Regions from separate parts of the Mus musculus genome. Here all the other regions are linked to region 1. A link is a contact called in public HiChIP or PLAC-seq and promoter capture Hi-C data. All regions are on one chromosome and are shown on one strand. The core of a region is the stretch at or near the end of the contact, and the rest is flanking DNA. Distances in the headings are between cores, read along the strand shown. Region 1 holds the start of Fhl3 (four and a half LIM domains 3). Region 2 holds the start of Mycl (v-myc avian myelocytomatosis viral oncogene lung carcinoma derived). Region 3 overlaps Macf1 (microtubule-actin crosslinking factor 1). Region 4 overlaps Macf1 (microtubule-actin crosslinking factor 1). Region 5 holds the start of Psmb2 (proteasome (prosome, macropain) subunit, beta type 2). Region 6 holds the start of Bmp8a (bone morphogenetic protein 8a).

Evidence for each region. Promoter capture Hi-C pulls out the DNA fragments that hold promoters and counts their contacts. HiChIP or PLAC-seq counts read pairs in DNA pulled down with a chosen protein or histone mark.
Region 2: a promoter capture Hi-C map of liver shows a contact between it and region 1, with 6 times the contacts expected there. The contact joins the promoter of Mycl here to the promoter of Fhl3 in region 1. A contact is called at or near these places in 3 of 39 promoter capture datasets (liver and pre-B cells) and 1 of 484 Hi-C or Micro-C datasets (B cells).
Region 3: an H3K27ac HiChIP or PLAC-seq map of bone marrow-derived dendritic cells shows a contact between it and region 1, with 9 times the contacts expected there. The contact joins the enhancer-like site here to the promoter of Fhl3 in region 1. A contact is called at or near these places in 4 of 39 promoter capture datasets (the 3T3-L1 cell line, hippocampal neurons, liver and 1 more), 1 of 484 Hi-C or Micro-C datasets (B cells) and 4 of 115 datasets of contacts at active chromatin or transcription factors (bone marrow-derived dendritic cells, extraembryonic endoderm stem cells, large pre-B cells and 1 more).
Region 4: a promoter capture Hi-C map of liver shows a contact between it and region 1, with 2.5 times the contacts expected there. The contact joins the enhancer-like site here to the promoter of Fhl3 in region 1. A contact is called at or near these places in 4 of 39 promoter capture datasets (3T3-L1-derived adipocytes, embryonic stem cells, hippocampal neurons and 1 more) and 2 of 115 datasets of contacts at active chromatin or transcription factors (bone marrow-derived dendritic cells and bone marrow-derived macrophages).
Region 5: a contact with region 1 is called in a promoter capture Hi-C map of pre-B cells, with 2.4 times the contacts expected there. The contact joins the promoter of Psmb2 here to the promoter of Fhl3 in region 1.
Region 6: a contact with region 1 is called in an HNF4G HiChIP or PLAC-seq map of pancreatic cancer cells. The contact joins the promoter of Bmp8a here to the promoter of Fhl3 in region 1. A contact is called at or near these places in 3 of 39 promoter capture datasets (cranial neural crest, embryonic stem cells and hippocampal neurons) and 3 of 115 datasets of contacts at active chromatin or transcription factors (embryonic forebrain, extraembryonic endoderm stem cells and pancreatic cancer cells).

Annotation. Positions count from the first base shown.
Region 1 is chr4:124,698,017-124,702,588 of GRCm38.p6, reverse strand. Fhl3 (four and a half LIM domains 3) reads right to left here and starts at 1,890. Exons shown (of 6, transcript NM_010213.3): 1 at 1,738-1,890.
Region 2 is chr4:122,992,653-122,997,559 of GRCm38.p6, reverse strand. It overlaps Mycl (v-myc avian myelocytomatosis viral oncogene lung carcinoma derived), which reads right to left and starts at 1,629. Exons shown (of 3, transcript NM_001303121.1): 1 at 1,410-1,629; 2 at 542-1,046. The coding sequence starts at 1,490.
Region 3 is chr4:123,562,678-123,566,940 of GRCm38.p6, reverse strand. All of the region lies in intron 1 of Macf1 (microtubule-actin crosslinking factor 1), which reads left to right. Among named protein-coding and RNA genes, the nearest start is that of Gm31156, 13 kb to the right of the region's middle. Within about 2 kb of position 2,755, at least 249 of the 459 cell types and tissues checked have an H3K27ac peak or open chromatin away from gene starts, as enhancers often do. A contact at or near this core is called in B cells, bone marrow-derived dendritic cells, extraembryonic endoderm stem cells and 3 more, where this site is marked.
Region 4 is chr4:123,645,780-123,650,544 of GRCm38.p6, reverse strand. The region is part of intron 1 of Macf1 (microtubule-actin crosslinking factor 1); the gene reads left to right. It also overlaps the pseudogene Gm35241. Among named protein-coding and RNA genes, the nearest start is that of Gm12925, 18 kb to the left of the region's middle. Within about 2 kb of position 3,269, at least 6 of the 459 cell types and tissues checked have an H3K27ac peak or open chromatin away from gene starts, as enhancers often do. A contact at or near this core is called in liver, where this site is marked.
Region 5 is chr4:126,675,325-126,679,824 of GRCm38.p6, reverse strand. Psmb2 (proteasome (prosome, macropain) subunit, beta type 2) reads right to left here and starts at 2,182. Exons shown (of 6, transcript NM_011970.4): 1 at 1,980-2,182. The coding sequence starts at 2,070.
Region 6 is chr4:123,341,224-123,345,443 of GRCm38.p6, reverse strand. It overlaps Bmp8a (bone morphogenetic protein 8a), which reads left to right and starts at 2,192. Exons shown (of 7, transcript NM_007558.3): 1 at 2,192-3,060. The coding sequence starts at 2,736.

The DNA of each region.
Region 1 (4,572 bases), core at 641-3,140:
AACTCCTACTGGAGCCAAACAGTGGTAGTCTCAGGTAGGCCCGAAGCAAGAGTTAACCTGGGATGTGACCTTGGGAGTCTTAGTGAAGTCTGAGGGAACCACTGGTACACATCGTAAGCTCTAGCCCAGCCAGTGGGATACCAGGGTGGGGTGGGGGGGACTTTAAAGACCTTAGAGATGGTTAGTTCCCAGGAGCACATACTTGCTAGATTCCTTGTCATCTACAAAATACACACCCCACGACCACTGCATCTCAGCTTACGAAAAGGAAGGACAGAGTATAGGTCCCCTTTAGAGCTCAGTACAAGATACCAGGGGCAGGCTAGGGGCATGGCCAAGGCTGTTCAGCAATTGGAGCAGAAGTGTCCTATCCATCAGAGGGGAACTCTGCCTAGAAATGCTTTGGTAGTGGTGGAAGGGGCAGTCATCCTTTGGGGGGGAGGGAGGGCGAACAGGAGATACACTAGAGCTGGCTGTCTTCCCCGGCTGCCAGCCTGCCATTGGAAGACACCCAGAAGTCTTTCCAATTACCCATGCCAACTGCTCAACCCTTTAGTATATCCCCCTTCCCCGCCTCCCGCAACCCCCCCCCCCCGCCCATCCCAAGTCCAGGAGGACCCTGGCCAGACCCCACAGCTGTAACTCAGAGAAGACCCCTCCCCCTTGACAAGAGACTTAGGGGAGAAATTAGAGCCCCCCCCCAACCAGGCACCAATCCCAAACTCTCCACTGCCCCTCTTCCCCACAGGGCCTGGAAGTCAAAGCAGTTTAGGGCGAAGGGAGCAGATCCTGCAGCTGCTCCGAGAACAGGAGAGGGACATTTCATTCACCCCAGAGTCCCCTAGGGCTGAAGCAGAGCGTCCAAGATTTGAGTTTAAAAATAAGTTGGCGCTGTCTTAGTGGCTGTGTGTGTATGGGGCTCTCTCTCTCTCTTCAGCTCAGCTTTACAGCCTCAGGTCCTCTGCCTCCTGGGGGATGGGCTGGCTAAGAGTCAATTTCCCCCTAGCCTTGCCTCCACCCTTTCAAGCCTGGGGCAGCTGTCAGTGAACACACTAGGTGTCTCTCCTCAGCGAACTCTAGCCTCCACTCCGTACCTCTCAGTACCCTTGAGCTTAGTCAGTACCCGTCTTTGTGTTTGGGTGAAGGTGTTCCTGTATCTCTGGAGCTGTGTCCCAGTAGGGCCTCCACTCTGGGGATCTCTATCCCTGTTCATATCCAAGTCTTGGTCTCTCTCGACGTCTCTATGTCTCTGACCTGAGAGTCTCTTTAGGCCTCCGGGAGGCAGATTTAGCGCTAGTCTAACAAGCTCCAGCCTCGGGGCCCTCCAAGGCCCTGGGAAGGGTGCTAGCAATGAGTTCCCTGGGGCCATACATTTGCTTCTTAAAATGCTCCCCAGAACCCGGGTCCCCGCCGTGCCTCGAGAAGTTCATCCGGCCATTCTCTGCCCTCGTTGGAGTGGTCCCGGTAGCCTCCTGGGGCGCGCGTCCTTGTCTGTTCTACCAGGCTCCCTAAGAGCCTCAGTTTCTCCAACCCTGCTGATCTCTGTAGCTTTTCTAGTTCAAACTTGGTCCCCACCCCTTGCAACTCTGGCGGTCCCCGCCCGGCCGGGAGGCGCGGAGCGGTGGGGTCCGTGCAGGCGCGTGGGGTCCCGAATTCGGGATGCCCCAGCAGAAGACAGGGGTGAGGGGCCCAGAGAGCGACCCTGGTCCGAGCGCAGCTGGGGCGGGGGACTCTCACCTCGAAGCGGGCGCGGGAGCTGGGCGCGCGCGGCGTGGGTGGGGCGGGAGCCGATCGCCCGGCGGCTCCTACCTGTGGGCCAGGCGGAGGGGGGCCGAGAGAGCAGCGGCGAGGTAGCCGGCTGCGACTGACTGTGTGGGCGAGTGGGCGCGCGGCCCTAAGCCTCCGAGGAAGTGCTCGGGCCCGCCCCGCCCGGACCCCGCCCCCGGGCCCCCAACCCGCCCGCAAGGGCCAGACCCCGCCCCCTCCTGCCTGCGGCGAGCCCAGCCCAGTCGAACCTGGTGCTCTGACCTCCTCGACCACTCCTTGCTCGCCCCCTGCAGCTTAACCCGCCTCCTGCGCCCTTCGGACCCCGGGGGACGGCTGGAAGCGATCTCAGGCCAGGGGTGCAGAGCTCCTAGGACTAGCTAGAGTCCATCTGGAGACCAGACCTCCCTTCCTCTTTTCCCTCTAGCTCATCCCCAGATGTTACACTAAACCTTAGCTTGGGAAGGAGGCCTTAATCCAGCCGGCTGGAGGCGTGGTTTTGATTCTGCCTTACCAGCGGAGATCAAGGTTTTTTTTTTTTTTCTAGAAACTTGGGCTAAAGAGAGCGAGCCTTTATCCTCCTCAATTTCAAAGGGCTTTATTCTATAAGCGACTGGCGAAAGCACAGGCAACAACCTCCCCATCCTCAACTGTGCCCTGGCACTGAGGTTTCTATAGTGCCCAGGAATAGTTTTGACCTTTGAGGCTCAGGGAGACCCTAATCCTCGGCCTCCCTGGCTTTGGGTTTCTCGAGAGGGTGTGTGAACAGTGCGAGTGGTTGGTGCAGGCAGGGGTGGTTAAGAAGGGAGGGAACTTGTGCAGTTTTTGATCCTCCAGCTTCTACCCTATTCCGGGAAGGGAGGACTAGTGTCTGCCAGGGACACGAGGCCCATCCAGGTCCTTGAGGCCACCCCCCTTGGGATCCTCAGGCTTGTCACTAGGAATAAATAGCCTTGATCTGGAGGGCGGGGTGGGGGTGGGGGAGCTCTGTTGTGCTGTTTGCAAAACAAGAGACAACAAACTAACCCTGGTAATAACCTTTGCGTCTCGGGGATGATTCAGATGTCCAGAGAGGCCCCCCCTAATTCAAGGCTGCATCCAGCCTTGCTAGCATTTTGGGGATTAAGACCCTTCAAGGCTGGTGTGGCGCCTTCCCTTCTGTATCAGGGGTCTGGTTGCTAGGTCCTAAGACAGCCTCTAGGCCAGGTTTTCTTTCAGAGTTAAAGGATTGCTTAAATGTTGTTGATTCTTAAATTGCAAATGCCACGAGGGCAGAGGTTGGGTCGGTTTTTTTTTTTTTTTTTTTTCACTACTGCATTCCCAGTATCTACTCCAGTGTTTGACCTGCAGTAAATGAGGGATGAATGTCACACACTGCTTTCATTTGGACCCCCTGCCACTCCCTGCCAGGCACCTACTATCAGACAGTCTGAGGGTGAGCCCTTCCTCTGGGACTTGTCTCCCAGGTCTAGGGAGCTCTATGTACAGGAATGCAGGAAACACTATCATTCCTGGTTGGAGTAGACAGCGAGAGGGGTCTGTCTGTCCTGACCTGAAGTGGGGACAATGGTGGGAAACTGTACTGTCTAGTTTTGTGTCAACTTGACACAATCTAGAGGTGTTTGTTTGTTTGTAAGGAGGAAACCTCAATTGAGAAATGCTTCCATAAGATCAGGATGTAAGAAAGCCTGTAGGGCATTTTTCTAATTAGTGATTGATGGAGGAAGAGCCAGCCCAGTGCCATGGTGGGTGGTGCCATCCCTGGGCTGGTGGTCCTGGATACCATAAGAAAGCAGACTGAGCAAGCCATGAGGAGCAAGCCAGTAAGCAGCACCCCTCCATGGTCTCCACATCAACTCCTGCCTCAAGGTCCCTGCCCTGTTTGTGTTCTTGTCCTGACATCCTTCAGTGATGCACTATGATGAAGTAGAAGTCAGATAAACCGCTTCCTCTTCAGCTTGCTTTTTGGTCATGGTTTCTTCCCGGCGATAGAAACTATAACTAGGGCAGAGCCTTCAGGAAAGGAAGAGTTGTTAGTGAGCAGTAAAGGTGCTTCATCTTGGGGTCTTTCTTCTTTTTTTTATGACTTGAAGTGCTATTGAAGGCCTTTACCAAGAGCCAAAACTCTGAGCTTCCAGTTTGCACCATTCCCTAAATACTTCACATATATAAACTCATGTAATTATCCAATAAACACATACATATATATATGGTGTATATCTGGGTGGTTTGTGTGTATGTGGGCTCACATGTGCATGCTAGTGCTAGTGTACCTGTGTGCTTGTGTCAGAGGACAACCCTCTGGAGTCAGTTCTCTTTAAAAATGCAATAGGGGTGTGGGGGCTAGAGAGATGGCTTGGTGCATGAGCCTGCTTGCTGTTAGCTTTCTAACACCATGACCAAAAGCAAGTTAGAGAGCCAAGGGCTTATTTCAGCTTACAATTCCACATTGCAGCGGCTCAAGGGAAGTCAGGGCAGGAGCCTGGGCAAAATCCATGGTGGAACATGCTACTTACTGGCTTGTTTCTTATGAGTTCTCAGCCTGTTGTTGTTGTTTGTTGTTATTTGTTGTTGTTTTATAGCACTCACGACCACCAGCCCAGGGGTGGCACCACCCACAGTGAGCAGGGCCCTTCCACATCAACCAACCATCAAAAAATTGTACCATAGGCTTTCCTACATGCCAATCTGGTGGGGGCATTTTCTTAATTGATCTTCCTTCTTCCAAAATTGCTTTAGTTTGTGTCAGGCTGACCTAAAAAGTAGCCAGTGTGTAGCTCCTCCCAGAAGAGCTGAGCTCAGTTCCCA
Region 2 (4,907 bases), core at 380-2,879, 1.7 Mb after region 1:
TGGGAAGTAGTAAGGACTGGGACTGGGGTAAGAGAAGAGAATTAGCAATTTAAAGTGCAGCAGGCGGGAGATGGAGGTTTTCGAGTGGAGGAAGGCTTTTGGTTCTGCTCAAAAGGTATCTCAGTCTTTTCTCCCTTAGGGAAGTGTGAGTTTCCCAGGGAAAGAGGCAGCAACAAAAAAGCTTCAAGCTTGGAGTGACTCTTAAGGGAACCCTTTCAACCTCCCAAGGACAGAAATCCCCTACAGTCCAACCCGAGTATTGTCCTCTCTAAGCGCCAACCCTCACCAAGTCGCCCTGGTCCCCTGGGGCTCCAATCACCATCAGAGGGACGCTGGCTCCCTCCCCACTTCTCCAAACTGTTTACCAACACACCCACGTGCCAGACAGACACAGCTGGGGGCTACACCGACAGCTTCAGTCAGAAAATGGGGAGGTGATGGGAAGGTTTAAGATCTAATGCCTGATTTCAAACAGCGGTAGATAGAGCTCTGGCCACCCAAGGGGTGCCTCCCTCTTAGCTAGCCCCCGGGTGGTCCTTACCAGAATCGCTGGGGCTCTCGGACCCGGAGCAGGCCTGAGTCTTGGGCTCGCCCAGCTGACATTGGGTGGCGGGCGCCGGGTTACTGGCTTCCAGACTAGGAGTGCCGTCCGGGGTAGCGGGCGCTTTGGGCGGGTTCCCCCGGGGCGCGCCTGGGGCCAGCCTGTCGCTCACCACTCTCTCCAGCCGTTCTCGGGCGGAGAAGCCGCTCCACATGCAGTCACGGCGAATGATGGAAGCATAATTCCTGCCCCAGGCTTTCGAATGGCCCCGAGATTCCGCCTCGTCCCCGGCACCCCCTCCAGGCCACGGCTCCCCGGGATTAATCCCAGAGGCTGGGTCCACGGCGCCGGGACCGGAGCCCCAGGGCGGCGACGTGGGGGGCGACGGCACCAGCTCGAATTTCTTCCAGATGTCCTCGCTGGGCGCCGTGGAGCGGTAGAAATCCTCTCCGCAGTCATAGTCGTAGAAATAGTGCTGATACGAGTCGAAGTCCATGTCCGCTCCCTGCGGGAGGGAAGGGGGAGACGAGCTGACTGCGGTGCCCGCCGAGGGAAGAGGCGGCTCCGAGTCCCTCGCTGCAGCTGGCTGCGGGGCTCTGGTCTCTCCCCAGGCCCACCAGCTTGCAGCCCGCGCCCTGGTCCCTGCTCCTGGGAAGCCTGGCCTGGGGTCAGCTCGCTCAGGGCAGCTCGCAACGGGCCGACCAGGCTGAGGGGAGCGAGTTCAAAGCAAACTTTGCCAGCACCGCCCGGAGCTCAGCTCCGGGGGCACAGCAGGGCCGGGCGGGGGCGCGCTGTCTCGAAGGCAGTCTGCAGCCTTGCAGCCCGCCAGTCCCCTGGGGACCCCTGCCCGGGCCACCCGCAGCCTCACCTCGCTCCCGCCGCCCGCCACCTGGAGCGGAGCGGCTCCCCGCCGGCTCGGGGAAGCCCGGCAGCCCGCACACACACACATGCGCGCCACCGAGCGCGCGGCCCCGCACTCACGAGCGCGCCCCCCGTGCGCGCGCCCCCCGCCTCGCTCGCACACGGCAGCCAGGACGCTCCCGGGATCGACGCGGGAGCGCGATCTGCAGGCGCATTGTTTCCCGACTGCTTTATATCTCGTCGCGTGCCCGGGGCTTGGGGACCAGGAGGGGGGGTGGTCCCTAGGAGACAAGCCCCTCCCCCTCCCGCCCCTCTCTCCGCTGGCGACAGGTGGGGCCGGCCCCACCTCCTGGCTGAACTGGTCGTTTCTATTCTATCCCTTGAAGCTCCCTAATAAATTGTACGCTGGGGAGCGCAGAGCAGAAGAGCTGATGCAGCCCCGCAGTCTCCTGGTGGAGGCGTGACTGTTCGAGAGGCTCCCGCGGTCCAAGCGACTTAACTAAAGCGGCGCTCCGCGCCTACTCAGAGCCAAGGACTAGAGCTGCTCCCTGCCCCACCCTGCTAGTCTACTTCCCGGGGCGCGCCCCACCAGGTTCAGGTGCGTCCCACCCATGACAGAGGAGGTGGTGGTGGTGATGGTGGGGCACACACTGCACCTCCACCGCGCCACCTGGTGGCCCTCGGCCCTGAACCCAGGCTTCTTCAACCCATTGCTTCAGTAACCATTAGCCCATTCTTTAGCTCAGTGGCTTAAACCTTGAATAGCAGTGAAGATTCCGAGCTAGAAAGCCTGCAGTATATATAATCCCTCGGAGCCCCAATTTTACTTGTGAAATGAAGGAATGGTAATGACTTCACAGGATCGCCGGGCTGAATTTGTTTACTAAAAAGATAGAGCACCTTAGGAAAGGACATGAGAGAATTCGAACAACAGCAGCTTTATCCCTGGGGAGGGTAGTGAGACCTCTGTCATCCCCCAGGTCATAGCTGACACTTGACCCTTCCTTCACAGCCCTGCCTCCCAGAATTCATCCTCCACACAAAACTCTCCTAACGGCTGTTTTAGAGATAGGAGTGTAGGGGTGTGGAAACTTCATTCAGGCCCCTGTTTTGTGCTTCCTAGCTGTGGGATCAAAGTGTTTGAAGTTTTGCATGACATCCCTGGCCGAGACGATGGAGATATATATATATTTCCTTTGTGTTATCATAAACAGGCTACCTTCTGAGAAAGGAAAAGACTAACTAATTTAGGTCCAAGGAAGGTAACTTAGGATAGCAGCCAATTCATCTAGAATCCTACACCTGGCATCAAGGTCTGGTGTCTGGTTGTCTGCCATCCTTCTCTTCCTCCTACTCTTTTTGTCTAACTACTCAGAACTACAGGCTGTTGCCATCCTAACAGACTGAAGCCAGAAGGATAAACACGTCCCGTTGTTTTGGGCCAGGGAGGTGTGAGATGACCCACGAGTTGGGTGAGAAGACAGGGGGTGTGTGTGACTCTCCATTTTCCATTTGTTGTGTCTAAGGTGTGTGTAGGACATCCTTGAAAGCAGGAATTGGCTCGCTTTGTAGTCCCTGCACCTAGAATGACTTCTGGCAATATTTACGCACTGGCTTCCTGAGTGACCTAGCCAACCAGATTTTATTGAGACGGCCTGTATGCCCTGCTCTGTGCTGTACTGGGAGGCCCAGAAAAGGCTCCTGATTTGGTTGCAGCCTTGGTGCAGAGGGATTAGACTCCCTTTCAGGGTCTTGTTGTCAGGCATGCAGATGTCTGTGGTGGTTGCTGCACTTTCCGGGGTCTTGGTCACAATAACAGAAACCAATGTAAGCAGGAAAATAACTTTTAAGGGAGATATTGTTGCATAGAATTCACAGGAGGCTTGGAATCTATATTTGGAAAATAGGCCTACCTGAGTTGTTCATTTTGTTCTTTTTTTTTTTTTTTTGAAACAGATTCTCACTCTGTTGCCCAGACTGACCTCACTAAGGCCAGGTATGATGGCTCATGCCTGTATTCCCAATACAATCTTCTTCTTCTTCTCCTTCTTCTTCTTCTTTTTAAAGATTTATTTATTATTATATATGAGTACACTGTAGCTGTCTTCAGACACACCAGAAGAGGGTATCAGATCTCATTGCAGATGGTTGTGAGCCACCATGTGGTTGCTGGGATTTGAACTCGGGACCTTTGGAAGAGCAGTCAGTGCTCTTAACCGCTGAGCCATCTCTCCAGCCCCAATACAACCTTCTAATGCTATAATACAAGGGTGTTCCAATTCCCCACTGGAGACCATCTAGACTATTCCCTGATTAAATATTCTAATGTAGTAAGGACACAATGGCATACACCTGTAATTGTAGCTACTTGGGATGCAAACTACAGGAGGATCATTTGAGCACTGGCCAACTTGTTGCAACCCCGTCTCAAGACTAAAATGACGGCAGGGCAGTGGTGGCACACGCCTTTAATCCCAGCACTCGGGAGGCAGAGGCAGGCAGATTTCTGAGTTCGAGGCCAGCCTGGTCTACAGAGTGAGTTCCAGGACAGCCAGGGCTACACAGATCACCCCTGTCTTGAAAAACAAAACCAAACAAAGCAAAAACCCAACAAAAACAAACAAACAAACCCAAAAAACCAAAACCAAAAACCAAACAACCCCCTCCCCCAGAAGCCAAAAATAAAACCAAACCAAACCAAACAAAAAGACTAAAACGATTTTTCTTCAGGGGTGGAAATTGAACCTAGAGTCTGATATAGGCTTGGGCAAAGGCTCTACCCCTGAGCCATATCCCCAGACCAAAAGTATTAATATAACTAAGAAAGTATTGGCATTAGGCCAAAGGTGTGGGCCTCAGAGAAAGGCAGAAATTATGGAGAGCTGCCATGGTAATCACCAGCAGTGAACACTATCAAGATCTCGCTGGGTGCAAAAAGCTGATCCGGAGACAGGGAAGATGGAGGCATCATTCCTTGAAGCCAGCCAGTTCATCCCCCACCTTACCTACACTGGCTCGCTCAGCAGTTCTCTGAAAGCCGTTTTGCATCCCATGTAACCCCACCTACAGAGAGAGAATGCACTCAGCAACAGAGAAATCCAACGTGCTCCAAAACCTCACTTCCCCTTGTAAATTAATGAATTGGCATCTGATTTGAAATAGCGGTCTCATGAGCCTGGTTAATGTGTGTCTGTCTGTTCCGAGGAGACACTGTAGCTTTTAGGACTGACAACTGTGGTTTCTGAGTTAATGTCTGGACCCAGAATGGTGATAAATTGACCAAGGTAACAAATGCTACTCTAGAGACATCTAAATTATCTGCAGTTTTGTTGTTGTTATGTTCTAATTCATACACACACACACATACATATATATCCATACATTCACTATATATACACATTATATATATATTATACATACATATACGTACATAGTATATATATGTATGTATGTATGTGTATATATATATATATATATACACACACACACAGATACACACATAGTG
Region 3 (4,263 bases), core at 1,506-4,005, 1.1 Mb after region 1:
TTAAGTCACCTTTCTCTGCCTTTAGCATGAGAATGGCCATGTTTCCACACCAGCTTGAGTCTTCTGATGACTAAGATGACTGCCCTAACCAAGTCCCCACCCCCACCCCCACCCCGTGTCTATAGCACCCTTGGAAGCGTAAGATGTGTTAGAAGAGAAGTCTTAGGTCCTTCAGGATGCCAGGGGAGTGAGGAGATGGCAAGTTTTGTTTCTCAGACATTACCAGTAATATTTATGTTGTTTTTTTTTTTTTTTTTTTTTTTAGAGACTGAAAAATTGTGATTTGCTCTAATTTTTCTGTCATCCATAGTTTCTTTTTGTTGGCAAGGGTTTGAGACATGGTGTCACTTTGTTGCCCAGGCTGGCCTTGAACTTGAAGCAATTGGTCTGCTACAGCTTCCTTGGTTGCTGGGATCATAGATGTGCTACTACATCTATCTGGTTTTAGGAGTTGTTATTTCTTTATTTTCTGAGGAATATTCTACTTCCTTAGTTATTCTGGGTTGGTTCCTCTCAGAGACAAGTATAATAAATGGCATAACTTTGGAGGTGGGCAAACAACTTGTTTGCTCTTTAACATCGTATGTCATAGCACATGTTATCTCTAAAATGGAAATGATGCTTTTCTTAGAGAATTGTTGATGTGATTAGATGAAGTTACAGCTCTTAGCCTATTCATGATCTGTGACTAGTTTTAGTAGATTCAAGTTTAGTTTAGCTCATTGAATAACTGAATGCTTTCTAGCTGCTACAGACGGGGGTTTGAAGATAAAGGATAGTCCTTTGAGCTCAGAGAGTTTGGATTGATAAAAGAAAAGATTATTAAATATGACTGAGAATATTCCCTTTTCTTCTCTTTCCTATATCTTACCGGTTCCTTTTCCCAAGACAAGATACTTCTAGGAGGATTCATCCTCTTCTAGGCTAAGAAGTGTGGATGGGGCATGCACTGAGTACTCTTGTCACAGGCTGTGAAGGTGGCCTACAGCTTAGTCAAGGGGGAATAGAGCTAGCTGAGGCGCTTTCTTAATAAGCAATAGCAGGACTATTAGCAGTTTGTAGGTGGGAGTGAAGGAACTTGTCAGATGACTGAGGAGCTAACAGGACTGTGTAAGCTGTCTGGCCCAGTAGGGGAGCCTCTGTTCACTGTTTCCTCCTGTGGTCTTTTGGGAGACTCTTCATAACCTTGCTGTCCTGGGTGCCAACCCCTCCCCCATGGCTGTCTTCTGGAACAGGATTGAAAGCAGCATTAGCCTAAAGAAGTTGTTCTATTTAGGGAGCTGGAGCTAAGGGCGGCGATTAGGTCCTTATCAGAAGCCGGCCTCAGCGAGGTGAGGGCAGAATTGGAGTCGTTCCTGACAACCACTGCAGGGATAGGGTCAGAATCATGAAGAGGCAAAGATGGGCAGGGCTATCTGAATGAAAAAGCCATTCATTGTGTTTTTTCAGCATTCCAGTGTCTGGTACAATTAGTCAGGACTTGGAAAACAAGTTGGACAGACAAGCAAGCTGCCTTCCACTGATGACTACAGGGATTTCTGGCCTGGCTGACTTAGGTGCACTGACTGGAGAAGAAGAGAGAGGATATAGATAGGAAAGGGAATCGGGCTTTGTGATGTCACTTCTGGCTGGATACGGGAAGGAATGGAGCAGCAAGCAAATTGTATGCTGACGGGGACTGCTAAGCTGTTTGCCACGGGCTTGGGCTGGGCTGTTTTATAAAGAAGGTGAAGTCAGAAGTTTTGGGCAACTGTAAGTTGGGGGAAGAATCTCCCTTTAGAACCTAGAAATCCCTTGACATTGAACAGTGTCAGGGCTTGCCTGTGTGGCCTGAACTGTCTCAGTCGGCTAACAGTTTAGATGTGCTTCTGCCTGAGAAGAGGCAAGCCCTTGCAAGGAGCAAGTCGTTGGGCAACGAATGCACTGTCCCTGACTCGGCAGTAAGCCATTTACTCACTAGCTCACCTGCTACTGTCTAAGATGCACCAGGTCACACGTTTCTGCTCTGTAAATTCAAAGGCCAGCTTCTTTCTCCCTAGGCTTATTTAATATCTTGTTTGGAGTTTTGCATACAGAGCTCCCATCTCTTCATGCTATGTTGGTCTGGAAATAGTGAGTGGTTGCCGCTTTTGAATAAGTGTCTACCTGCAGATCTGGGCCCAGCCTTTGGAAATGATCTGGGGAGGAGCTTCTTCTCTGACCTCAAGGGAAGAAGGAGGTCAGTAGGAAGTTGTGGGTGGAGTCACTTCTCTGTTCTTTTCTGTCCTGTGTGTGTGTGTGCCGTCACACAGCCCTTTGGCTATCTGTCTCTGTTCACCTTTAAGTCCACTCTGAGCAGCTGCAGAGGGTGCAGAGGCCACTAACTGGAAGTCCTTTGGGACCCGATTTTCTAAGGTGGGGCCAGTGGAGCCATGTGGCCCAGTTACCAAGATGAACATGAGTTCAACGCCCACCTGGTGTGCCGCATGTGCTGCATGGGTTAGTATGTGAAGGGTTTTCTTGTCTTACAGCCTTGTGCTCTTGGACTCACTGGAATGCGCCTCCTTTGAAGCCCTGCAGGCATTACACAACCTTTGGGCTTTTGAAATGTGGGGTAAAATGGACTTGGGTTCCCCCACTTCCTGGGTATGTCTTTGGCATGAGGGCAATTAAGAGCCCAAGCTTTGGGTGTGGGGCTGTTTTATAGAGTGTGAATTCATGCTCTTGCATCTGTCTGTGTCAGGAAGCCACTTTTAGTCATGCTGCACAGAGCTGAAAGACGGGAGGGTGGGGAGGTGGAGGGGGTATTTTTAGCAGAAGTTGGTTGGTTAGGGAGTTCACCTCTGGGGGAGGGAGAAGTCATAGCCTAAGTTTCCTCTTTGGGGCCTATTGCTAGTTGTTTTACATTTTCCTTTCTAGCTAAGCTAGAGAAACACACTTAGGATGCTTTGGGAACAGAATCTGTTGGAGGTCAAGGGTGGGGCCTGTTAGCTGTTGCTTAGGTCCCTTGGCTAGGGAGGGGAGAGCCTTAGATAATGTTCTATGACCTTGACCAAGTGGTCTAGGTTTTTTGGATATGTTTCCTGTGGGGTAGAGACTGGTGCTGGCCTGAGAGCAATCCTTCAGTTCTCTCTCTTTTAGAGGAGGGGGAGTTGGGAGAGGAGGAGGTGTTTCAAGACAGGGTTTCTCTGTGTAGCCCTGGCTGTCCTGGAACTCACTCTGTAGACCAGGCTGGCCTCGAACTCAGAAATCCGCCTGCCTCTGCCTCCAAGTGCTGGAATTAAAGGTGTGCACCACCACTGCCTGGCCTCAATTCTTTTCCTTATAAAACCAACCCAACCCAAACTAAAACTGTCCTTTACTCTGAAATTGTCCTCCTATTTTTTACATTAAAATACCCTTTGTTGTATAAAGACTTTGTTATTAGATGGTAATTTCTAGATAGTCTTAATCATCTTCATCTTTTGGTTTTTTGAGACAGGGTTTCTTTGTATACCCCTGGCTGTCCAAGAACTCATATCTGTAGATCAGGCTGGCCTCCAACTCAGAGATCACCTGCAGCTGCTGTCACCACCAGTCAGGTTAGATCTCCTAATTAATTTGGGGAGTTTACTGGTCAATAAGATAGTATGTCTTTTGATTTTATTCTTTTGGTTTTCTTAAAACAGAACAAAAATGTAATCCAGATTGGTTCGATTTTCCTAATATTGAAATTACTGGTGTTTTGATTCAGAGGGGTTCTGGGAAGAAATCTAGAGGAGAGGAACAAGGGCAAAATTCTGACCTTCTGCCTTCAGGGTTCGTACTCCCAGAGGTGTATACTGTACCATGTTTATGGCACAAGGAGAGGCAGCATTAGGCAGTTATTGCATGGGTGTTTAGCTTTGTGTCTTTCCAGAGAATTCCTTCCTGGGACCCGAAAAGAGTGGTCTGTGTTTGAAAGTGCTTAGAGATAAGCTCGTAGCCCAAAGGTCCCTTTTAGTAACTAACAGAGGAATGTAAGGAAGTCAGAACCTCCACTGACTAAGGGAAAATCTTCTGTACTTTCAGCCCTTCATTCCCCCAGCAGTGCTTCTCAGCTTTCCCTAATGCTGCAACTCTTTAATACAGTTCACGTTATGGTGACCCCAACCATAAAAATAATTTTCCATGATACTTTATAACCGTAATTTTGCTACTGTTATGAATCATAATGTAAATATCTGTGTTTTCTGATGGGCTTAGGTGACCCCTGTGAAAGGGTCATTAACCCCCAAAGGGGTTATGACCCACAGGATGAGAACC
Region 4 (4,765 bases), core at 2,020-4,519, 1.1 Mb after region 1:
ACGGGGACTAGACTAGGTTAGTTGGGGGGTGATTTGAGATCCCTGTATGTGTAAAATGATTTACTATTTTTTATTGGAACTATTATTATTATGTAATGATAAAATTCATGCAATCCTGCCTTTATTAGGAAGAATAGGGAAATCCCAGGGGCTGGAATTTCCCTACATTTCTTCAGCATTCTTTTGGAAGAATTAGACAGAGGGACAGCAAGCTCCTATCTCTCAGTTCTTCTTCTTGGATTATTTTATAGGCTTCTAGGAAAGGATAAGGTGATAGAAACAGTTTGGGGCCAGGCATGAATTGGTCTTGGTGAAGGGATATGAGGCCAGTTCTGGTACTGCTGAGCTCAGGTTCTGTGTTAGAGAAAATAGCCATAGGTACAGAACTCAGAGGACTAACAGAGGCAAAAAGAAAGTAGTATGTAGTAGTATGTAGTAGTTGTTGCCTTTGCTTACATATGGTAAGAGCAAAACTGAAGTGCCTGCATTCTTTTTTGTTCCCCCACTTCCCCCTTTCCCGGCAGAGTTTAGAGTTTTTCTGTGTAGCTCTGGCTATCCTGGAACTAACTCACTCTGTAGACCAGGCTGGCCTCAAACTCACAGAAATCTTCCTGCCTCTGCCTCCTAAGTGCTAGGATCAAAGGTGTGCACCACCACTCAGTTTCTTTTTCTTAATTACATCTTGTTTGTTTTCTGACTTTAAAGATGCTATGGTACCGGGGGCTGGAGAGGTAGCTCTGTGGTTAAGAGCCCTGACTACTCTTCCAGAGATTTCCAACACCCACGTGGCAGCACACAATTATCTGTCCGGTCTCAATCAATCCCAGGGGAATCTGATAACTTATGCAGGCTGCAGGCATTGCATGTAATCGGTACACATACATAATATGCAGGCAAAGCACCCATGCATACATAAACATCAAATCAAAACAAACCAAAATGAGATGCTATAGTACCTTCAACAAATAGGCTGATGATGATTAAAAAAGTTCAATAAAAGCTCCAGAGATTGGGAGGTAAGTAATGATTTGATTATGGTCTTTAAATGTAACAATGTTTTTCTTGCCATTCATTCTTTAATTTTTTTTTTTTTTTTTTGTATTTTGAGACAGGGTTTCTCTGAGTAGCTCCGGCTGTCCTGGAACTTACTCTGTAGACCAGGCTGGCCTGGACTCAGAAATCCGCCTGCCTCCCATGTGCTGGGATTAAAGACGTGCGCCCCCACTGGCCCAGCGGCATTCAACAACTTTCATTGCGACTATTTCCTGTGCTTCTTTCCACCTGTCATCTCCTCAGCTCTACTGTTATACAGCAGTCCAAAGCTGTTACCTCTTACTTGGACTGCTACATAGTTGCTATTAATTGGTCTGACTTAACTATTTCTCAGAAAGCTTTTTTTCACATTCAAATCAGAGAAGTAAACCTCAGAAGTATGAAAGTAGCTATGGTCGGCAGCTCTCCACCCCCAAGAATTGGGAAGGTTGAAGCAGAGGGATTGTATGGAATTTGAGACCAGTCTTACAGTCTTACCTATAGAGTGATGCCTCCATTTTCTTTTTTTTTTTTTTAAAGATTTATTTATTATATGTAAGTACACTGTAGCTGTCCTCAGACACTCCAGAAGAGGGCATCAGATTTCGTTACAGATGGTTGTGAGCTACCATGTGGTTGCTGGGATTTGAACTTGGGACCTTCAGAAGAGCAGTCGGCACTCTTAACCATCGAGCCATCTCACCAGCCCGAGGCCTCCATTTTCTACAACAAAAAATACAAAATTGCTGGGCTTGGTGGTGCACGCCTTTAATCCCAGCACTCTGGAGACAGAGGCAGGTGGATTTCTGAGTTCAGTTTGAGGCCAGCCTGGTCTACAAAGTGAGTTCCAGGACAGCCAGAGCTACCCAGAAAAACCCTGTCTCGAAAAAACAAAACAAAAAACCAAAAACCAAAACAACAACAACAACAACAAAAAAATAATCAGGTAGAATTTTTTTTTTTTTTTTTTTTGGCTTAAAAAGTCCTACCATGGACCCAGAGAGATGGTTTAAGGCCTGCCTAAGATACTGAATGAGTCTACCCTGGGCAACTTTTAGTGAGATCTATCACAAAATTTATAAAGGAGAAGAAATATAAAAGGCTGGGGGTGTAGTTTCATGGCCGAGTGTACGCCTAGGTGTGGGAGGCTCAGGATTCAGTACCCAGTACAAACCAGAAGCAAAAGCTTCCTTAGCAAGTCCCCATTGCCTGTGTGATAATGACTGAATCCACAACAAAGCCTGTGGTAGTTCAGTTCTGCCTCTTGGCCTTTTCCTTGCTCTTTTCTCTTTATCACTGTGAAGCCATGTTCAGCTTCCTTAGCTTGCAGGGGTGGAGAATGTTGCTGTGTTTGCTTTGCTTATATTTTGTTTCTCTCTTGAAATTCTTTTGTACCTGTTAAACTAACCTGTCAGCAGGATGTTAAACACAATTCAAGCTAGGCCTTGGTAGTACAGGCTGAATTCTCAGCTACTGGAGAGAGTTGGGCTAGGAGTAATAACTAGGTCAAGGCCTACCTAGCTAGGCAACTTAATGAAACCTGCTTTGAAATAAAGAACCTAAAAGTTAACTGGTAGGGCACTTGTCTAGCAGACGTGAGACCCTGGGTTCAATGTCCAGTACTGCCGAAGCCATGGGGAAACAGCCCAGTAACCAGGCAATCATTGTTAGGAAATGCTTCTCTCGGTTGTGTATAACTTCATTACTTATGTGCTTGCCTTTTCGCACTAGACTCTCTGTTCCCTAGCTGTGCTTAGCATTGCATTTAGGATGTACAGGTACAGCATACATGCTGATGAATGAACACTGTACACACAGATTCCTCACACAAAGTAAAACCTTGTCTAAAATGAGAGTATACTATAGCTTAATGACTGCGCTTATTCTAAATGCTTGGAACCAGAAGTATTTTGATAGACTTTTAAAAGTAATTTACTTTTGTGTGCACTGGTGTTCTCTGCCTGTATGTATGTCTGTGTGAGGGTATTGGATCCCTGGACTGGAATTACAGACAGTTGTGAGCTGCCATGAGAAGGGAATTGAACCTGGGTCCCTTAGAAGAGCAGCCAGGCTTTTAACTGCTGAGTTATCTCTTTAGCAATCAGTGCCCCTCTGCGTATTTCGAAATTTTTGAGTTTGAAGATTTCTTTTTTTTTTTGATGGTGGAGATTGAAGCCAGGCCCCAGGCATGCAAAGCATGTGCTCTGCCTCTGAACTACACTCTTATCTCTAAAGCAGTTCTAGTGAACCCTGTTTGTGTACTTTCTCACCTGAGGTCAAGTGTAGAATTTTCATTTATGAGATCATGTAGATTTTTAGAGAGTTTTGGCTTTGGCATCATTTTGGACTTAAGTTTTTTGTTTTTGTTTTTGTTTTTCAAGACAGGATTTCTCTGTAGCCTTGGCTGTCCTGGAACTCACTTTGTAGACCAGTCTAGCCTTGAACTCAGAAATCCGATTGCCTCTGCCTCCCAAGTGCTGGGATTAAAGGCATGCGCCACCACGCCAGCTTGGACTTCAGTTTTTAATTAGAGGTGTTCAACCTGTGTTTAGATGATAGAAGACATTTTGTTATCCTAAGGACAATGACATGAGATCTTGAGGATTGTGTATTATTTTTGTACTTTAAAGTTTCAATTCAGGGTCTAGCCTTGGCAATTCCAGTACTTTGGAGGCAGAGGTGGGAAGATTGCCACAAATTTGAACCCAGGTTGGTTTACTTTTCAGTAACCCTATAGTTTACTATAGGTTAAAACTGTGGAGTTCCAGGCCAGTTAGGATTACAGCGAGACCTAGCATCAAAACACAATAAATGGATAGATGGATGGAGAGACAGACAATTCAAAATTTTCAGTTTGGGAATAACAAAACAAAATTAGCTTTAGAGGGGCTGGAGAGATGGCTCAGTGATTAAGAGCACTGACTGCTCTTCCAGAGGTCCTGAGTTCAAATCCCAGCAACCAAACGATGGCTCACAACCATCTGTAATGAGCTCTGATGTCCTCTTCTGGTATGTCTGAAGACAGCTACAGTGTACTTATATATAATAAATAAATATTTTTTAAAAAGTTAGCTTTAGAAACACAGCCATGGCTAGTCTAGTGGGTATTTGTAGAGGCATCTCTGGATCCTGAAGGCTGACAGCTTCCTAATAAATCCCAAGGCTTGATCTTCTTTTAGTTTGTTGCTTAAGAAAACATCAAATGTCACATTTTTTCTTCAATGTGAATTACTTCATACAGTATTGTCAAGAAAAGGACCAGAAGAATTTTTTTAAAGATTTATTTTATTTATATGAATACATGGTAGCTGTCTTCAGACACACCAGAAGAGGGCGTTAGATCTCATTACAGATGATTGTGAGCCACCATGTGGTTGCTGGGAATTGAACTCAGGACCTCTGGAAGAACAGTCAGTGCTCTTAACCACTGAGCCACTAGAAGGATTTTTTGATGACAAAGATTTGTGTGTGTGTGTGTGTGTGTGTGTGTGAGAGAGAGAGAGAGAGAGAGAGAGAGAGAGAGAGAGAGAGAGAGAGAGAGAGAGAGAGAGAGAGGTGGGGGGTGTCAAATCTGGAGCTTCATGGACCTACTAGCAGCAAAGGAACAAAAGTAATGAAGGCCCACACAAGCTTTGATATGTCCCACTGAAGGGAAAAAACATGCTTCTAACTCTAGAGCAGGAGGCCAGACAGAGATTGCCAATGCCTTGTTCAGAGCACTTAGAAAAGGTTG
Region 5 (4,500 bases), core at 933-3,432, 2.0 Mb before region 1:
ACTGCTCTTCACTTTCAAAGCTTTCCCTAATCTCTCCCCACGGTCCATCCCTAAAGTCTCCTCCTCTTCTTCTTAAGTCTCCAAAGCTTGACTGCTCTAGTCTCAACTCAGCAAATACTTTCTAGTTTGTGTTACAGTTATTTTAACACACATCTGACTTTTACTGAATTACTAACATTGTGTGTGTGTGTGTGTGTGTGTGTGTGTGTGTGTGTGTGTGTCACACATAAGTGTATGGGTGTACCTGTCTCACCCGGGACAGAGAAGGACATCAGGCCATCCCTCACCTTATTCTCACGCAGCAGAGGCTCACCCTTTGGGCCTGACTGACTGACTGACTGGTCAGTGAGCTCCCAGGATCTGTGTTTCCTGCTCCCAAGTAGGGACACAGCCATGCCTGTTTGATCTTTTTTCTTTTAAGTGAGTACTTGGAATTTAAATTCTTCATGCTTACACAGCAAGCACACTGACCTACTCAACTATCTTCCCAACTACATAGTATTCTTTTTTTTCTTCCTCTTTTCAGTCCCTAGCACTGTAAAGAACACAGAGAGGCATGAAACTTGTCAAATGAACTTTTAATCCACTGAACAAAAGCTAGATATCTTTCAAACAGTAACATGCCTATGATCAGTCATGAAAACACTCAAGATTCTGTGGGTCAGTTGTCACTATAAAGGTAGTGAAGTTGTTAAGGGTAAAAGAGATCATTTTGCATAATGTCTACTAACTTGTTTTTGGAGTGCTGAGGCTGGGGCCTTGTATATGGTCGAAACATATGTTGCCACTGAATTGTAGACTCAGTCCCAAATTACACAGATTTGAACCTAGGTTCTACCACCTGTAAGCTTAGAAACTTTTTCTTTGATAATTTTAAAATTTTTATTTATTTATTTAGAGACTCTCTCTCTTGTTCTGCACAGGTGCACATTGCCACAGAACAGGTGCACAGGTCAGAGGACAACCTGCAGGATGTTGGGGTGGGGTCTCTTCCTCTGCCATCTGGGTTCTGGGACCAAACTCCGGTTGTGAAGCCTGGGCAAAAGCATCTTTACTACTGAGTTATTTCAACATCTCCTTAAGAAAGTTTTGTACATATACACACATATACACACACACACATACATATATACACATACATAGATATGTATACGCACACATATATGTACACACACACACATATATATGCATGTGTGTTATATATAATATATACTATATCTATACATCTTAGTTATACATATTCTGTCTCCAAAACTAACTGCAAGAAGGGCACATAGTAGAGCCAAACTTTTAACAAATTAAAATGTTAACGATGGACACACCTGATACATATATGCTTCAGTTTGTTAAGTGTTTGTCCAATGCTAACTCCTTCACTCAATCCTCTCAACAAGTTTTGAGTTGGTTATTAGTAATTTGAGAGATAAGAAAATCTGGGCACGGGAAAAAAAATAACGTACAAAACTCACAGAGCAAATAAAGAGAGGCCATCTCTGCTGCATTCCACTATTTAACGACAAGTAAAATCTAGCAGCCAGGGAAAGGCGGAAGAGGCTCTGAGGTGAGCCACTGAAGACAGCGGAAGCAGAGTGGAAATGCCAAACTCTGGGGAGTCTCACTCTCCCCAAGATCCCACCTTAGGGCACCCACAAATTATAACTTCTATCTGGGGCGACTGAAACTTGCCAGAAATTCAGAAATTGGAGGCGCCGGGCACACACTTGAGCTCTCATAAACTTAATTCCCTCACGCTGAGCAACTCTCACCTAGCAAGCCTCATCTGACCCAGAATCCCAAACTAGAGCCCTAAGCTTGTCTGCCGGCTCCCCCGGCTTCTCAATCCTGCAGTGCCAGCAGGGCAGAGCACACTGGGCTCCATCTTCCAAGCTGCCCAGAGGGAGGCCCACGGTCCCCTTCACCAACTCCCGCCGACTGCCCCTCCAGCCAGGCCCGCCGGGCCTCCCCCTGCTTCCTCTCACCGTCCTTCATCTGGACAATATTGCTGGCGGCCACTCGGTCGGAAGCGACGAGGACATAGTCTGGGCCCTGGATGCCAATGAGGTACTCCATGGTGCCGGGAAGCGGGAGGCTGCAGAGGCCACGGACAGGGACACTTCCCGGGTACACGACCTCACCAGTGAGACAGCACACCCGGACTGAGCTGGGGGTGACGCAAGACGCGCGACGGCCCAGTCACTGGCGCGGCCCAATGACGTCACCTCTCGCGAGAGAGCAGGCGGGAGCTTGGGTGCTTTTCCGCGCTGAGATTGCGGAGTGGGCTGGTCTAGAGGTGTGGTTTGGAAACGTAGCTGTGGGTGATGGGGCGTTGCGTTTCCTTATCTACCAAGTCGAATTTTAGAGTTTGCACGCAAATCAAGCCGTACCCTGTGTAAGAAGTACCAGCACGTGTGGGTGCTACAGAGGAGAGGAGGTCTTCAGCTTTCTGGTTTTCATTTCCTTGCTCGTTAAACAAACGGGAAAATTTTCCCTGCAAGCCAGATTGAAGAACAATTTCCCCGAGCCATAGAGTTAAGGACCAGGGGAGCAGCCTAGGACAACACATCTCAAAAGCAAAACAAACAAACAAACAAAAAACCTACTTGGCGGTGGTTCCCTCTTGAAATCCTAGTACTGGATAGACAGAGGCAGAAAGCACGTTAGTCAAGCCTGTCCCTCGAACCCACGGTAGAAAGAACAGACTCCCCAAAGTTTTCCTCTGACCATCACACTAGCGCGTTCATCCCCAATACAAATAATTTTTAAAAAAAATTTTAAATTTAAATATTTTACTATACTTCTGTTTCATTACATTTAAAATATTATTTTAAAAATGTATTTATTAATGTAAATGAGCTAAATACCTAATAAAAATGGGAAAAAAAAGTATTTATTTACACTCCAGCCATTGCCCCCCTCCCCAAAGTTCCTCATCCCAACAAATTTTTAAATGTTCACTTTTATTTACTTATTTTTTATATTTTGATTTGTCCCGACAGGATTTCTTGGCTACTCTGAAACTCACTCTTATAGACTAGGCTGACCTCGAACTCAGAGATCCACCTGCCTCTGCTTTCTGAGTGCTGGGATTAATGTATTGTGACACCACCACCCGGCCTTTTTTGAGAGATGGGGTATTACTACTATGTAGCCTTGGTTGTCCTGGAACTAATTTAATTGTGTTGACCAGACTAACTTCAAATTCACAAAAATCTGCCTTCCTCTAACTCATCAGTGCTAGAATTAAATTCCTGATCCACATGCCCTACATGAAATATTTTGGAAAGAGTAAGATAGGAAATTAGGGATGGACTGGAGAGATGGACCCGTGCTTAAGAACACTGGCTGCTCTTCTGGAAGACCTGGAATCAATTTCCAGTACCCATAAGGCAACTGGAAGACAGCTATCAGCAACTCTGGTGTATCTCTGTCCTCTGAAGGCACTTCACACACTTGATGCACACACATACATTCAGGCCAAAACCCCATAACACATAAAGTAAAAATAATTCTTTTAACAATAGAAAGGGTAATAGAGGAGAGACTACAATTAAACTGCATATAGAAATGTCTTAGTGAAACTTGTGACTTTGTACAGTTAATATACTTGTGCCGGCTAGTCCTCTGTCAACTTGACACAGACTAGAGCTATGTGAAATGAGGCAACCCTTAATTGAGAAAATGCCTCCATAAGGTCCAGCTATAAGGCTTTTCTTAATTAGTGATTGACGAGGGAGAACCAACCCATTATGGGTGGTGCTGTCCCTGAGCTGGTGGTCCTGGGTTCTATAAGAAAGCAGGCTGAGCAAGCCATGGGAAGCAAGCCGGTGAGCATCCCCCTCCCCCGTAAGGCCTCTACATCAGCTCCTGCCCCCAGGAGCTTGACCTGTTTGAGTTGCTCTCCTGACTTCCTTCAGTATTGAACAGTGCCATGGAAGTATAAGCTGTTTCCTCCTCAACTTGTCTTTTGGTCATGATAGTTCATCCCAGCAGTAAAACCTGTAACTAGGACCGTACTTTAATAATAAAACCTTTTTGCCAGTCAGTGTGGTGCACACCTTTAATTCCAACAGTCTGAAGGCAGAGGCAGACCGATCTCTGAGTTTGAGGCCAGCCTGGTCTACAGAGCAAGTTCCAGGGCAATCAGGGCTACACAGAAAAACCCTGTCTCAAAAAAAAAAAAAAAACAAAAAAAAAACCACAAAATAGAGTTTATTAAATATACATTATCTTTCGAATGTATCCAAAGGAATGTCTGCACAATAATCAAAACATTTCTGCACAGACTAATGTGTTGCACCACTGCGGTAGTGATGAAAAGAGGACCAACTTCCATGTTTAAGTAGAGATGTTTTACATATGCTGCTAATGGCACACAGTGATACACTACTCATCTATTCCAAAGAATGAGATGGGGCTGAGGTGATGGCACCATCAGTAAAGTGTTTATTTCACAAGCTTGAGGACCTCAGCTCAAAGCTCTGGAACCCACAGGCCTCACAC
Region 6 (4,220 bases), core at 943-3,442, 1.4 Mb after region 1:
CAAATACCTTGACCATATAACTAAACTAGGCTCTTCTCTGACTAGATCATAACTTCAAATAACTTCAATCTACACTTTGTCACATGGCTGGTCACCTGTGCTCAGATACCATCTCAGGTGGCATCTATCTCATCACATCTTCTTGGGTGAATCTCCCAGAATCATTACTGCCTACAGGATGTCTCACCTCCTATTTCCTACCTAAGCTATAAATGATGCTTATAAGAGATTCTACAGCTCTGTGTCTTAAAGGGGGCTTTGAAGCAGTATGGAAATTGACCTGTTGGATAAAAGACAGACTGCACATGCTTATTTGAAGGGTTGAGTTGATACCTGAAACTTTGAAACAAGACTGGAGAAATCTGGGTTTAGTTGCCAGAACATCAGGTGGCTCACAATGGGCTGTAATTCCAATCGCCCTCTTCTGGCGTCAGAGGACACTTGCACACAGGAGGTGCACACATTTAAGAAAAAAGAAAAATGGGCTGGTGAGATGGCTCAGCGGGTAAGAGCACTGATTGCTCTTCCCAAGGTTCTGAGTTCAAATCTCAGCAACCACATGGTGGCTCACTACCATCCGTAATGAGATCTGATGCTCTCTTCTGGTGCATCTGAAGTCAGCTACAGTGTACTTATATATAATGATAAATAAATCTTTGAGCTGGAAGAGACTAAGAGAGCAGAGTTGGGGGCTGGAGAAATGGCTCAGTGGTTAAGAGCACTGACTGCTCTTCCAAAGGTCCTGAGTTCAAATCTCAGCAACCACATGGTGGCTCACAACCATCCATAATGAGATCTGATGCCCCTTCCTGGGGTGTCTGAAGACAGCTACAGTATACTTAAATACAATAAATAAATAAATCTTTAAAAAAAGAGAGAGAGAGAGCAGAGTTGGCCAGAGCAAGAGGGGTTGACCAGAGCAAGTAGAGGTCCTAAAAATTCAATTCCAAACAACCACATGAAGGCTGACCTGAGGTAAAGTGCTTAGCACTCAGGTTTCCCGGTTTTTTGTTTGTTTGTTTGTTTGTTTTGTTTTGTTTTAAGCCTTTGTGGGGCACAGTAGCACATGCCATAATCCCAGAGGCAGGGATAGGCAGGCATATCTATGAGTTTGAGGCCAGCCTGTTCTATAGGTCAAGTTCCAGGTCCGCCAATGCTACATTGTGAGAACCTACCTCAGAGCGGGGCAGGGCTGGTATAGAAATCTGGAGAAGACATTCAGAAATAGCACCTCCCAAGGGGAAGGAAAAAAACAAGCTATCGGTCTTAGACCTCAAGTGGCTGAAGGACAGAATGTATTCGGTGTCTACTGTATCTTTACATCCTTCAGTGATGTTACCGATATGGACCAGAGGTGCAAGGAGCTGGGCGCCATTGCCCTCGTATCAAACTCCAGACCGCAGGTGGAAACAGATCCAAGACCCCCTGGATCTGGAGCCCAGTCAACCCTCAGCGCTCTTGTTTGTTCAGGAATGTGAAGATTAGGCAGGTTGAGGTTGTCACTCCCATCCCGTGTGACAGAACTTGAAGGAAGGGGGATCATCGTGATCTGTGAACAGAATTTCTCAAAAATTATTTTGTTAATAAATTGCTTTGTGTAAGCTAAGAAAGAAAGAGAGGGGTAAAAAAAGGAAGAAGAAAAGGAAAAGAGGCAGCTGTGTGCCTATAGTGGCTTGTAAACACTAATAGGTCTGAAAGCCCTGTTACCTGTCATTATGACACTCCCAGTCTTGACACAGCCAGTCCCTCTGCTGGGTGCTTTCCTCCTACTGACTTCCGTCTTTCCTGTTCTATTCCTTCCAGCCTCCCGGAGCTCTTTCGCTGCTCCACTTGAGCCACACCAACACCTTTATGGTCTGTATCAGTGCTGTGGCAGCCGCCTTGGGAGGCCGGAGTGCATAAAGGGGCGGAACCAGTCAGGGAGTTTTTGCAAGGTCTCTTTCTTGCAAGCCCCTGGGGAGTTGTCACAAATGAGATAAGCGAAGGTGACCCTACTTCAGGAGGCTCAGAGCCCTATCCTGGGTTGGATCTACAAAGGGAACCGCTGGGTGAAGAAGAAGTCTGGAGCGGAGGAGTAGCGGGGGCTGGGCCCTGGTTCCTGCTGGCAACGGAATGTGTGCCCCACCCTCGCTGCACTGCTGGCACCCGCCCCGCCCCGACGGCCGGAACTAGGGGCGCATGCAGAGACTTCCAGAGCAGAAGGTGAGACACTACGGGTCCTACCGCTGCTCCGGGACTCAGGATCCCACCCTGGTGCCTGCTTCAGAGGCCCCAATGTCTCCTCGTGTAGCCAGGTATGAGCCCCGGAAGCTGGATGGGGACCCAAGACACCCTTAAAGGCCTCTCTTCAGCCCGTTCGTTCCCACCTACGGGTGCACCAGGCGGCTCCCACCACTTCGCGCACAAGTAGTAGTGCGACCATCCCCAGGCGTCTTTCCGCACTCGGACCCGCCCCCGTGATCCCATTGGCTGGTCGGGGAAGGGGCGGGGCCGAGGAAGAGCGCTCGGCGGTCTGAGCTGCCACCAAAGTCCTCCTGCGGACACTCGCAAGTCAGCGCCGTGAGAGCCCACGTTGCTCTGAGGGACCTACCGACGCGGCGATCGCCTGCCGAGTGCGTGGTGAGCAGCTGCTGTAAAGCTGCCAGCGACAGGTGCGCCGTCTGGTCCTCCCCGTCTGGGCGTAGCGCCCGAGCCCGACCAGCTACCAGTGGATGCGCGCCGGCTGAAAGTCCGAGATGGCTATGCGTCCCGGGCCACTCTGGCTATTGGGCCTTGCTCTGTGCGCGCTGGGAGGCGGCCACGGTCCGCGTCCCCCGCACACCTGTCCCCAGCGTCGCCTGGGAGCGCGCGAGCGCCGCGACATGCAGCGTGAAATCCTGGCGGTGCTCGGGCTACCGGGACGGCCCCGACCCCGTGCACAACCCGCCGCTGCCCGGCAGCCAGCGTCCGCGCCCCTCTTCATGTTGGACCTATACCACGCCATGACCGATGACGACGACGGCGGGCCACCACAGGCTCACTTAGGCCGTGCCGACCTGGTCATGAGCTTCGTCAACATGGGTGAGTGCAGGGCGTCAGGGATCCGGATGGGGCGGTAGGTGGAGGAGAGGGTGGCCGCCTGTCGGGGGATGATGCCCTCGGGTAATACAAGGCCCCTGGGACAGGGAGCCATGGTTCAGTAAAACCACAGGGAGGGGCGACTGCAGGAGATCAGGATTGGAAGGTCCGTTTTTTGCGCCTGTGCCCAGGGTCTTTGCCCCACTAAGGCACCCAGGAGTTGGGATCTGGAGATGTCCAGGTCCCCTAGGTAGCATCGGAAAACAGTCCTGGGTATACTGATGAGTAACCAGACCGTGATGCTGTCACTGTGATAAACGCAGCCCTGAAGAGAGGGAGGGACAAAGTTCAGTGTGGAAACCTGTGGTCATATCAAAATGACCAGAGCTGACCCTCACGCCCGGACAGCGGGCTCTTTCTGTGGGTGACTGGGTGGGGTGCAGTGTCAGGAGGTGGAGTGGACAGACTCAGACATGACTGTAGTCCTGTGGGCCTGGGCTCTAGCAGCTGGACCTTGGCCTGGCACGGAGAGTGTTCAGGCCAGTGAGTGACCCAAGGGGCAGCTGTGAGTCCATTCTCCCGAAGCGTGGCTCCTCCTTTCTCCAGGGACCTATAGACATCAGGACCACTTTCTCCTACGAGTCTTTTATTTTTTTAACTTACATGTATGAGGGTTTTACCTGCATGTGTGTCTGTGTACCACATTCATGCCCAGTGCTGGCAGAGGTTAGAAGAGAGCATCAGATGCCCTAAAACTGGCATCACAGTTGTGAGCAGCCCTGTGGGTGCAGGTTCTCAAGAAGATCCTAAACATGGAGAGGTAGCAGTTACAGCCCCACATGTGGTCTGTCCTGAGTCCCCTCCCTGCCCTCTAAGCAGGAGAGAGTATATAGATCCCTGCTGCCCTGGAACTTTCAGTCCCAAACACCCACCTTCTCCCTGTGCTGTGTTCCACCCTACCTTGGCCACCACCAGCTATGGATGGGGGGTTGGGTAATGCTCTCTGCCTGCCTTCAGGTAGGGAAACAAGTGGCTCCTGAGCCATCCTCCAGCTATAACCCCCACCTTTAAATTAAAAAAAAATTGTGTGTGTGTGTGTGTGTGTGTGTGTGTGTGTGTGTGTGTGTGTGTCCGTACAAGATTTTCCTGTCTGTCTGTATATG